2 separate regions of the Ovis aries genome follow, and region 1 is linked to region 2. Evidence: chromatin contacts called from public Hi-C data. All regions are on one chromosome and are shown on one strand. Each heading gives the region's core, a stretch centred on a gene start, on an enhancer-like site or on the middle of the called end of the contact. The rest is flanking DNA. Distances are from core to core; before and after follow the strand shown. Region 1 overlaps IGFBP2 (insulin like growth factor binding protein 2). Region 2 overlaps RPL37A (ribosomal protein L37a).

Region 1 (4,615 bases), core at 1,757-4,256, 150 kb after region 2:
AGCATAGAGATTGCTTACACCACACCCAGCATAGAGTGGGACCTTTTACCGCTGACCTCCCCTTACAAGTGTACATCCATCCATCCCGTACACTGGGTCATCTGCTGGATGGGACCTCCGCACGTGTGGGGGCCAAGCCATTCTATTGAAGCCCCCCCCAGCAGCCTTGCTAATAACCAGAGCGCAGTTCCTGGGCCAGCATCACGCGCCACACTGGAGCTTGAATGACCGTGCGGGATTGGCAGGCACACCCAGACCTTGGAACAGGAGTCTGCATGTCAGTGAGACCCCCTCGTTTTTATCGGGGTGTCCTTTATGTCCTCTCTCCTCAGTGCAAGATGTCTCTGAACGGGCAGCGTGGGGAGTGCTGGTGTGTGAACCCCAACACTGGGAAGCTGATCCAGGGAGCCCCCACCATCCGGGGGGACCCCGAGTGTCATCTCTTCTACAACGAGCAGCAGGGGGCTCGAGGGGTGCACACCCAGCGGATGCAGTAAGCCACAGCCAGCCGGTGCCCGGCACCCCCCCACCTCCACCCCTCTCCGGAGCGGGCCGAGCATGCAGAGCGCATGCGTGATGGGTGGCGGGGCGGAGCTTCCAGGAGTTCTGACATGTGTATTTATATTTGGAAAGAGACCGGCACCGAGCTCGGCACACCCCACCCCACCCCCACCTTCCCCCTCCCCAGCTGGAGATGCCTGCACCCTCCCTGCTCGAGGCCCTGCTGGGCAGGAAGGGGATGGTTGCAGTGGCGGAGCTGGGGTAAATGTTTGGGAGAGGGAAAAAAAGAAATTTTTATTTTTGAACCCCTGTGTCTCTTTTGCTTAAGATTAAAGGAAGGAAAAATAAAGCTTGTGTGTCTTTTGCCTGAGTCTTTGCTCCCCCGCCCCCGGTCCAAAAGAGGTTCTGAGGCTTGCCAGCTTCCTTCCCTCCAGCTTTGCCCCGACTGCGTGGGCAAGCTGGGCAGGCCAGCCTTAGGTTCATAACAGAAAGGAGATGGATGGAGCGGAGGAAGTCATGAATCCAGGTGGAGCCCCCTAGCACAGCCCTAGGAGTCTGGCCAACCTCCCCTGCCCCTGGGGTGGGCTCTGGGGGAGGAGGGGTGGACCCCAGTGTCTCTTCTTCCATCTCACATTGAGATGACACTGCAGAGGAAGAAAGGGATCCCAGAAATTGGAATTGGGGTCCTCTGGCCCCCCAAATTAAGGAGAGCTCTGTTACCCCACGGGAGACATGTAATCACCCCGAAGGGAAGTTAGTGGGTCTGTTGTGACTTGGAGTCTCAGACCTGCTTGCTGAGGGGCCCAAGGAGCTGTCTGGCTCCAGAATAGCAAGCATCTCTTGGCTGAAGCCGAGGGACCAGGGAAAGGGCACAGACACAGGCCCTAGTTCTGAAGCAGAATTCTGCCCGCTTGGTTCTGTTGGTATCTCCAGCCCCGGCCAATTCCAGGGGGCTCCCCACCTGGCCGGCGTCCCTGGTGGCTCAGTGGTAAAGACTCTGCCTGCCAATGCAGGCGATGCAGGGTCGATCCCTGGGTTGGGAAGAACCCCTGGAAAAGGAAACGGCACCCCACTCCAGTGCTCTTGCCTTGGAGAATCCCATGGACAGAGGAGCCTGGCGGGCTGCAGTCCATGGGATCTCAAAGGGCCTGGCGGGCTGCAGTCCATGGGATCTCAAAGAGCCTGGCGGGCTGCAGTCCATGGGATCTCAAAGGGCCTGGCGGGCTGCAGTCCATGGGATCTCAAAGAGCCTGGCGGGCTGCAGTCCATGGGATCTCAAAGAGCCTGGCGGGCTGCAGTCCATGGGATCTCAAAGAGCCTGGCGGGCTGCAGTCCATGGGATCTCAAAGAGCCTGGCGGGCTGCAGTCCATGGGATCTCAAAGAGCCTGGCGGGCTGCAGTCCATGGGATCTCAAAGAGCCTGGCGGGCTGCAGTCCATGGGATCTCAAAGAGCCTGGCGGGCTGCAGTCCATGGGATCTCAAAGAGCCTGGCGGGCTGCAGTCCATGGGATCTCAAAGAGCCTGGCGGGCTGCAGTCCACGGGATCTCAAAGAGCCTGGCGGGCTGCAGTCCACGGGATCTCAAAGAGCCTGGCGGGCTGCAGTCCACGGGGTCTCAAAGAGCCTGGCGGGCTGCAGTCCACGGGGTCTCAAAGAGCCTGGCGGGCTGCAGTCCACGGGATCTCAAAGAGCCTGGCGGGCTGCAGTCCACGGGGTCTCAAAGAGCCTGGCGGGCTGCAGTCCACGGGGTCTCAAAGAGCCTGGCGGGCTGCAGTCCACGGGATCTCAAAGAGCCTGGCGGGCTGCAGTCCATGGGATCTCAAAGAGCCTGGCGGGCTGCAGTCCATGGGATCTCAAAGAGCCTGGCGGGCTGCAGTCCATGGGATCTCAAGGAGCCTGGCGGGCTGCAGTCCATGGGATCTCAAAGAGCCTGGCGGGCTGCAGTCCATGGGGTCTCAAAGAGCCTGGCGGGCTGCAGTCCACGGGATCTCAAAGAGCTGGGCACAACTCAGTGGCTAAACAACAGCTTCACTTTGCAGGAGGCCACGGGGAAGTGGTGCTCGGTGCTTTCAGGCCCACTGTTCACACGGCCTCACTTTCCGCAGCGCCCTTCTGTGACATCGTACCCCTTCCCATGTGGAGGAGGGGACCAGAGGCAGCCATGCCTGGGCCACCACCCTCCTGATCAGCCACCTGGCAACTCAGGAAGGAGAGGCAGACGGACACCTGGGGCCAGGCCTGGGGGTGAGATGAGCTTCACTTGGAGAAGAAAAAAAGCAGGTGCCCCAAAGCAGGCAGATCCCCAGCCAGAGCCTCTGGGCTGTACCGGCGAATGGCTGACTGCCCCGGAAGTACATTAAAGCTCAGTTAGTCCTCAGGAATCCACAAATAAGGTGCTATTGTTAGCTTCACTTCACAGATGATGCCTAACCTGCACTGCCTGGGACCGGGTCCCCTGACTCCTAGGTGGGTTTGCTGCTCAGCCCTGAGTTATACTGCCCTCTGTGGGTGGACGCAGGGAGGTTCTGGAGAGTCTAGAGGGCTTTGGGCACTGGTTGGATCTGTGCCCTGTGGGTCACCAGCCCCTCCCCGAGGGGTGCGCCCCCTATCCTCTGATCCCCTCAGCTGTCGTCGGCAGCCGGTGGCTGCTACCCTGGCAGTTTTCAGCTTGACTAATATTTGAATCAACCGAGGCACTAAAAAAATTCTCATCCTGGGGCTGTGCCCTGCCATCAAAAAACAGGCAAGGTGTTTTAATTAATTAATGTAATCAAGGTTCTAGTGCTTTCCAGCCGAAATTGAGACACCTGGGTTTGAATTCTGTCCCACCACTTACTATTCGTTTGCCCAGAGCTGCATTACTCAACCACAGTTCAAAAGCATCAATTCTTCGGCGCTCAGCTTTCTTCACAGTCCAACTTTCACATCCATACATCACCACTGGAAAAACCATGGCCTTGACTAGATGGACCTTTGTTGGCAAAGTAATGTCTCTGCTTTTGAATATGCTATCTAGGTTGGTCATAACTTTCCTTCCAAGGAGTAAGCGTCTTTTAATTTCATGGCTGCAGTCACCATCTGCAGTGATTTTGGAGCCCCCCAAAAGAAAGTCTGATACTGTTTCCACTGTTTCCCCATCTGTTTCCCATGAAGTGATGGGACCAGATGCCATGATCTTCGTTTTCTGAATGTTGAGCTTCAAGCCAACTTTTTCACTCGTCTTTCACTTTGATCAAGAGGCTTTTAGTTCCTCTTCACTTTCTGCCATAAGGGTGGTGTCATCTGCATATCTGAGGTTATTGATATTTCTCCGGGCAATCTTGATTCCAGCTTGTGCTTCTTCCAGCCCATCATTTCTCATGATGTACTCTGCATATAAGTTAAATAAGCAGGGTGACAATATACAGCCTTGACATACTCCTTTTCCTATTTGGAACCAGTCTGTTGTTCCATGTCCAGTTCTAACTGTTGCTTCCTGACCTGCATATAGGTTTCTCAAGAGGCAGGTCAGGTGGTCTGGTATTCCCATCTCTCAGAATTTTCCACAGTTTATTGTGATCCACACAGTCAAAGGCTTTGGCATAGTCAATAAAGCAGAAATAGATGTTTTTCTGGAACTCTCTTGCTTTTTCAATGATCCAGCAGATGTTGGCAATTTGATCTCTGGTTCCTCTGCTGAAGAATTGATGCTTTTGAACTGTGGTGTTGGAGAAGACTCTTGAGAGTCCCTTGGACTGCAGGAAGATCCAAACAATTCATTCTAAAGAAGATCAGTCCTGGGTGTTCTTTGGAAGGACTGATGCTAAAGCTGAAACTCCAATACTTTGGCCACCTCATGCGAAGAGTTGACTCATTGGGAAAGACTCTGATGCTGGGAGGGATTGGGGGCAAGAAGAGAAGGGGACGACAGAGGATGAGATGGTTGGATGGCATCACGGACTCGATGAACAAGAGTTTGGGTGAACTCCAGGAATTGGTGATGGACAGGGAGGCCTGGTGTGCTGCAATTCATGGGGTTGCAAAGAGTCGGACATGACTGAGTGACTGAACTGAGCTGAACTGAACATTACTCACCTTCTCTGAGCCTCAGTTTTCTCACCTAATGGGCATGAGC
Region 2 (5,197 bases), core at 2,048-4,547:
CAGACTCTTCAAGATGATAGATGGGTATCTTCAGATGCTGTACTCGGTGGCTGTATTCTTAAAACATGAAGGTGAAATAAAGACAACTTCAGAAAGTGGATGAGAAGACTTGAAGATGCAGGAAGGAATGAGAGCAAGAAAAGGGGAAGTAGGTAAGTAAGTGCAAGTGAATATAGACTATAAGTAAATACAGACTGCACTAAAAGTATTGGGGTAAGACTAAAATAGAGCAACAGCATATAGGTTGAGAAAGGGTAAACAGTATTAAAATGTTCCAGAGTTCTTGGATCATTCGGCAAGAGGTCAGATTACAAATCAAGTATGTGTTGTAATCTCTGGAATCATTAAAAGGATAGAAAATAATGTATAACTAACAAACCAGTGGAAATAGAACTAAAAAGCAATTAAAAGGAATAGGAAAAGATTAAAGAAAGACCTAAAGAATCAGATATAAATGATAAAATATAAGGATACAGACACATTAAAAACATAAAGATACAGAAAGGTTTAAAGTAAAAGGATAAAGTTATAACCTGAAAACACTGATCCGTGGGGTGAAAGCAGTATTAATATTTAACAAGGTGGACTTTGAGGCAGGAAAGCATTGCTAGAAACAAAGTGACATCGTTAAACAGAAAAGAAATGTGTGCATAAGTGTTCAGCATTTCTGGGCCACTGATGAAGATAGGGAATGCTAGAAGTAGGCGAGGATGGGTCTGAAGATGTTCCTGAGGAGCATACTGAGCAATAACTGAAGAACCGGGAGGAAATAGGGAGAACTGATAAAGTTCTACAAAGTCAATGCCAAGGAGCACGAAGACCCAGCAAGTTGGAGTCATCATAAGCTAGAAAAGATGTTAATTAGTTAATTCCTAAATAATTAATTCTATGAAGCAAAAACTAAAACAATACCAAGGAGTATTCCAGCAGCTCAAGATGTAATAGATGCTAATCATTTTTAGAAAATTAACTTTTTAAGAGACGAGCCATCGTTGTCTATGGTTTTGTTCTCTGTTGCTGAAGCCTGGCTGCCCCATTTTCCTGGGCTGGCATTAAACATTGATGTATCTCTGGAAGTGTCAGCAGGGGAAAACAGGAGTAATCATTGTTGAGTGTATATCACTATATTCACCATTTGTTTTGTGACTTTAGGAACAGATTTCATAAGGTGCCCTGGTATGGTCACTAGTTCTCTTTTTGAAGGTTTAGCTTCCCTGGTAGCTCAACTGGTAAAGAATCTGCTTGCAATATGGGAGACTTGGGTTTGATCCCTGAGTTGGGAAGATGCCCTGGAGGAAGGCATGGCAACCCACTCCAGTATTACTGCTTGGAGAATCCTGTGGACACAGGAGCCTGGTGGGGTACAGTCCATGGGGTTGCAAAGAGTCGGACACGACTGAACGACTAAGCACAGCACCCAAGTATATAGTGTAATTTGGCCTTGGAACCTGATGGGTTTACATATATTCTTTGGGAACCTAATCTGTAAACCAAGAAAGTACTTATCTACAGATACTCACTCCTCAACACAGCAGAGATTTGTCATGTTTTTGCTGCAAGCAACATATATGACGCTAGGGGGTGATACAGGATAACCAGAAGAAAGTAACAGCCTGGCAATGAAGTGTAAGATTTGGAAGATTCATCTAGAGGGCGTATATCAAATGGCTAGGAGCTTGTATAAAATTACAGTTTAGTAAGTCTTAAGTTATTTTAAAATTTCCATAATGTCAAGCAGCCTAAGGAAGGAAAGAAACTGAAGGATTTAATAATTATAGGTCTTTTGGGACAAACCACTTATAATTAAAATGAACTTGAATGTATTTTCTAGGGTTTGCTAGTTTGAAGAGAAAGTTTTAATTTAGTATTTTCACTAATAATTAAATTATTTTACCAGTTGTAAAATCTCTTGTAGTGTTAGTGCATCTTTAAAATATATTTAATTGAATAAGGTTTTGTTTATGAAGCATTTCTCAAACTTAAGGTGTACAGGTCTCTCGACCACATTATCAGATGCTTCAAGAATTTTATTTTTCTCTTTTAAAAGGTCAGTACAGGAGGAACGTATTAAACACACTGTCAAAACCCTGGACTTTCTAACTGAGTAACTAAAGCAATGAAGACACAAACCAGTAGCCCCCCAGAGTAAGTCAAAAGGTTACACAGATGCAGGGAGATGCCCTCATGACTCCACTACTGGGCAGAGCCAATGGATTGCTCAAGGGAGGTATGACTTAAAAGGGAGCCAGTATGAGAGGGGCTGATCTCTGATGGGGGAGCTGTGTGTGTGCATGGGTGTGCACATGTGCGCATGAAATGGTGTGATTTGTTAAGATTCAAAGGCCAGTGTTACAGGGTTGATTTGGATCTTCACTTCTTTTTCCTGATGTTCTTTTTTCGAAGTCTTTCTTCCCTTCCAAACCACTATTCCTTAATCATCAACTATTCCTTCCTCATCAACTCACAGCTATTCTGCTTGTAAATTTCCCTGCTTTCAAGTTGTGACTAGCAGCAGGAGAGTTTTATCAAGAATACCTAACATGTGACCTTGCTGTGAGCCTGATGTTGACCTGTGTTAGCTCATGTAATCCTTGAGGCAGCCTGCGCCAAATGACTGTGGGACCATATTTTCCAATGCTCTTCTGGATTTGACTCCTGTTTACCTTTCCAGTCTTATCTGTTTTCACGTTTTGTTTCCACTCTGAGCACTGAACTTGCCTCGTGCTTGAAGATCATAGCAAGTATTGGTCACGCGCTCTCTGTTGTTGACTCTCCTTTGCTCCTGCGTTGTCTCCCTTTCTCTTCTCACCAGACTCATGGGATTAATACAGTTCTTTCTTCCATTTTCCAGACAAGGTAAAAGTAGCTTAGAAAAGTTAAATGTTATGTCTAAGGTCGCACACTTCAGAGAGAGAGAGGAATGTGAGAAAAGGATGAATTTGGGACCTAGAAGTTTCGTTTTCCAGCTTTAGCTCTGTTAGTTTAGTGGCTTGAACTTCAGAGAAAACTTACTTTTTACAGATAAAAAGATTGAGGTTTCCTGAGCGTGATACACCATGAGGGATTTTGGTGATGGGAGGGCCGACACAGGCCTGAGACAAAGGCGTAAAGTTAGGGAGGGGACAACAGAATGGAAAGGAAAGAAGGTTTTCAAGAAGTAATGTTAATAAAGTACAAACAGGACTCCACTGATTAAATTAGATCACGTGTACATCCTGAGCCTCGGACTCAGGACTGCGGGCTTATTGTGTTTGATGCAGGAAGGTGAGTGTAAGAATGGACAGCAGAGGGAGCTCTTGGTAAGTTTTGCTCATCAAGCCTCGTCTCAGAAGGAGGAGACAGTGAGAAAGTGCCGTCTTCTCTGGTGCTCCTTCACCACGGGCTTATTTCTTCCCATTTTTCACTCAGTGCCATGTATCATTTCCCGGACAGATGTGCCTGTGCAGTGCAGCCTTGTGCCTCCCCTCACGAGTCCCTGTGTGGTTGCCGCTTTACTCCTCTTCACTAGATAGGGAGGCCAAGCCCCACGGGACCTGACTCACTACCCCCAGTTCAGTTACACACTGGGAAGCAGCTGAGTCAGGATTCTCGTTCTTTCTGGATTTCTAAAGTTTGGCCTCCTCATCCTCAAGTCACTTTTCTGTGTCCCTGAATGTTTTATAGGCCTGTATTCCTTCTCTGCAAATGCATTCCTGGGTACTGAGAGGGTTAAAAGGACACTCCTAGAGTAGCACAGTTTTAGAAGGGACATTTTAAAAGCACAGTGCTTTAACTCATAGAAGCCGGTTGTCCTATAGCCAGAATGTGGAGGGTGGTGAAGGAAATGGTGGTACCTAGGGAGTGGATTTGGGGGCATTAAACTCTCCTCATAATTTCCATTTGCCTTCTCTCTTTTTTATAAACAGCTGACACTATCTCAGTCTTTTGTCTGAATCGGCAAATACAGCTTCAGAACTCTACCCTGGCTGCCCCTTTCCCTCAGCTCCACTGTGGCGGCCTGTCCTGGCGGTGCTCAGACGTTCCTCCTGTGAGTGATGGTGGGTTGCCTCACTGGGGGAAGGACCCCCAAAAGGAATGAGCTCCATCTTCACATCTATAATTGCTACAAAATAAAGATGCCTGTCTTCTCCCCTTTCTTTTCTGGGACCCCACTGTGCCGACCCAGGCCCGGTTGGGAGTGGGGGAGGGGCCCAGCAAAGACCTGGTGACAGGCTGATTGATGGGTTCCCCGCCTCTGCTGGCCCTCCCGCCCACTCCTGCAGGCTCTGGCCCAGGTCCACCCTCGGCTGCCTGAGGGGTCTGCTTTTCTTTTCTTTGAGTCAGCACCAATGAGTCAGGGCCAAGATCGTCTGGGGGTAGGGGGCAGTACTGCAGGAGGCTCCCCTGCAGGGAAGGGAGTGAGCACTTAGTTGCCCAAAGGAAGGCGTGGTGAGGAGCAGCTGAAGGGGGCCACTGGGGTTGTGATCAGAGGAGGCTGAGCAGGGGTTGGATTTGTTGATGTTACTGACCATCAGCGGTTGAAACACTTTCTTGTAGAAAAACACAGGGATTACTCAAACCATATTGTTTGGGGCCCTTAAAAAATCCAGGTTGTCCCTCTCGTACTTCAGCTCTACTCTTTTAGAGAAGCCAAAATGGAAACCAAATATCCGTGAACTCAGCTAACAGGTGAGGTGAAAGGCAGGTGAGTGAAACTCATATACATGCCAACAGTAATTCTATCATGTCCTTTGCCAGAGCTGCTGAGGGTCAAAACAAAGTGGCTGATGACGTGGCAGATATTTGGTAGTATCCGTCTGTACTCCACTGCACAGGCAGTACACACTGCTAGTGGAGACAGGAGGAGAGTTACATGTGGCTGGAAGGTAGACAGAGGGACAGAAATTGAGTTTCTAGCCTTCCAATAACAGTTAGGGAAGACAGTATGGGAGGGGGTAAACCAGTGTTGCTCTTCTTGCTAATGGTCAGGCAAGACAGCTATGCCAGCATGGTCCCAGAACCACAGATCTCTTGGCATCCTAGACTCACTGCTACGATCGCATCCTTAGAGCTTGTCTTCTCCAACTGCATCATTTCAAAGAGACGGAGGTGCAGATTCAGAGAGGCGAAGTGGCTTGCCCGCAGTCATGACAACAGAGCAGGAGTCTAATTCAGGGCTCCGTCCCTGACCAGAACCCAGGATTGGATCTGCAAGAGC

The links. A called contact is a pair of places that touch in the nucleus more often than the background predicts.
Region 1: a Hi-C map of liver shows a contact between it and region 2, with 6 times the contacts expected there. The contact joins two enhancer-like sites. A contact is called at or near these places in 12 of 16 Hi-C or Micro-C datasets (blood, hypothalamus, liver and 7 more).

What each region holds. Positions count from the first base shown.
Region 1 is chr2:218,656,480-218,661,094 of ARS-UI_Ramb_v3.0, forward strand. It overlaps IGFBP2 (insulin like growth factor binding protein 2), which reads left to right. Exons shown (of 4, transcript NM_001009436.1): 4 at 333-850. The coding sequence ends at 497. Among named protein-coding and RNA genes, the nearest start is that of IGFBP5, 30 kb to the right of the region's middle. Within about 2 kb of position 3,007, at least 1 of the 54 cell types and tissues checked has an H3K27ac peak or open chromatin away from gene starts, as enhancers often do. A contact at or near this core is called in liver, where this site is marked.
Region 2 is chr2:218,506,019-218,511,215 of ARS-UI_Ramb_v3.0, forward strand. It overlaps RPL37A (ribosomal protein L37a), which reads left to right. Exons shown (of 6, transcript XR_009599642.1): 5 at 3,906-4,037. Among named protein-coding and RNA genes, the nearest start is that of RPL37A, 12 kb to the left of the region's middle. Within about 2 kb of position 3,298, at least 9 of the 54 cell types and tissues checked have an H3K27ac peak or open chromatin away from gene starts, as enhancers often do. A contact at or near this core is called in liver, where this site is marked.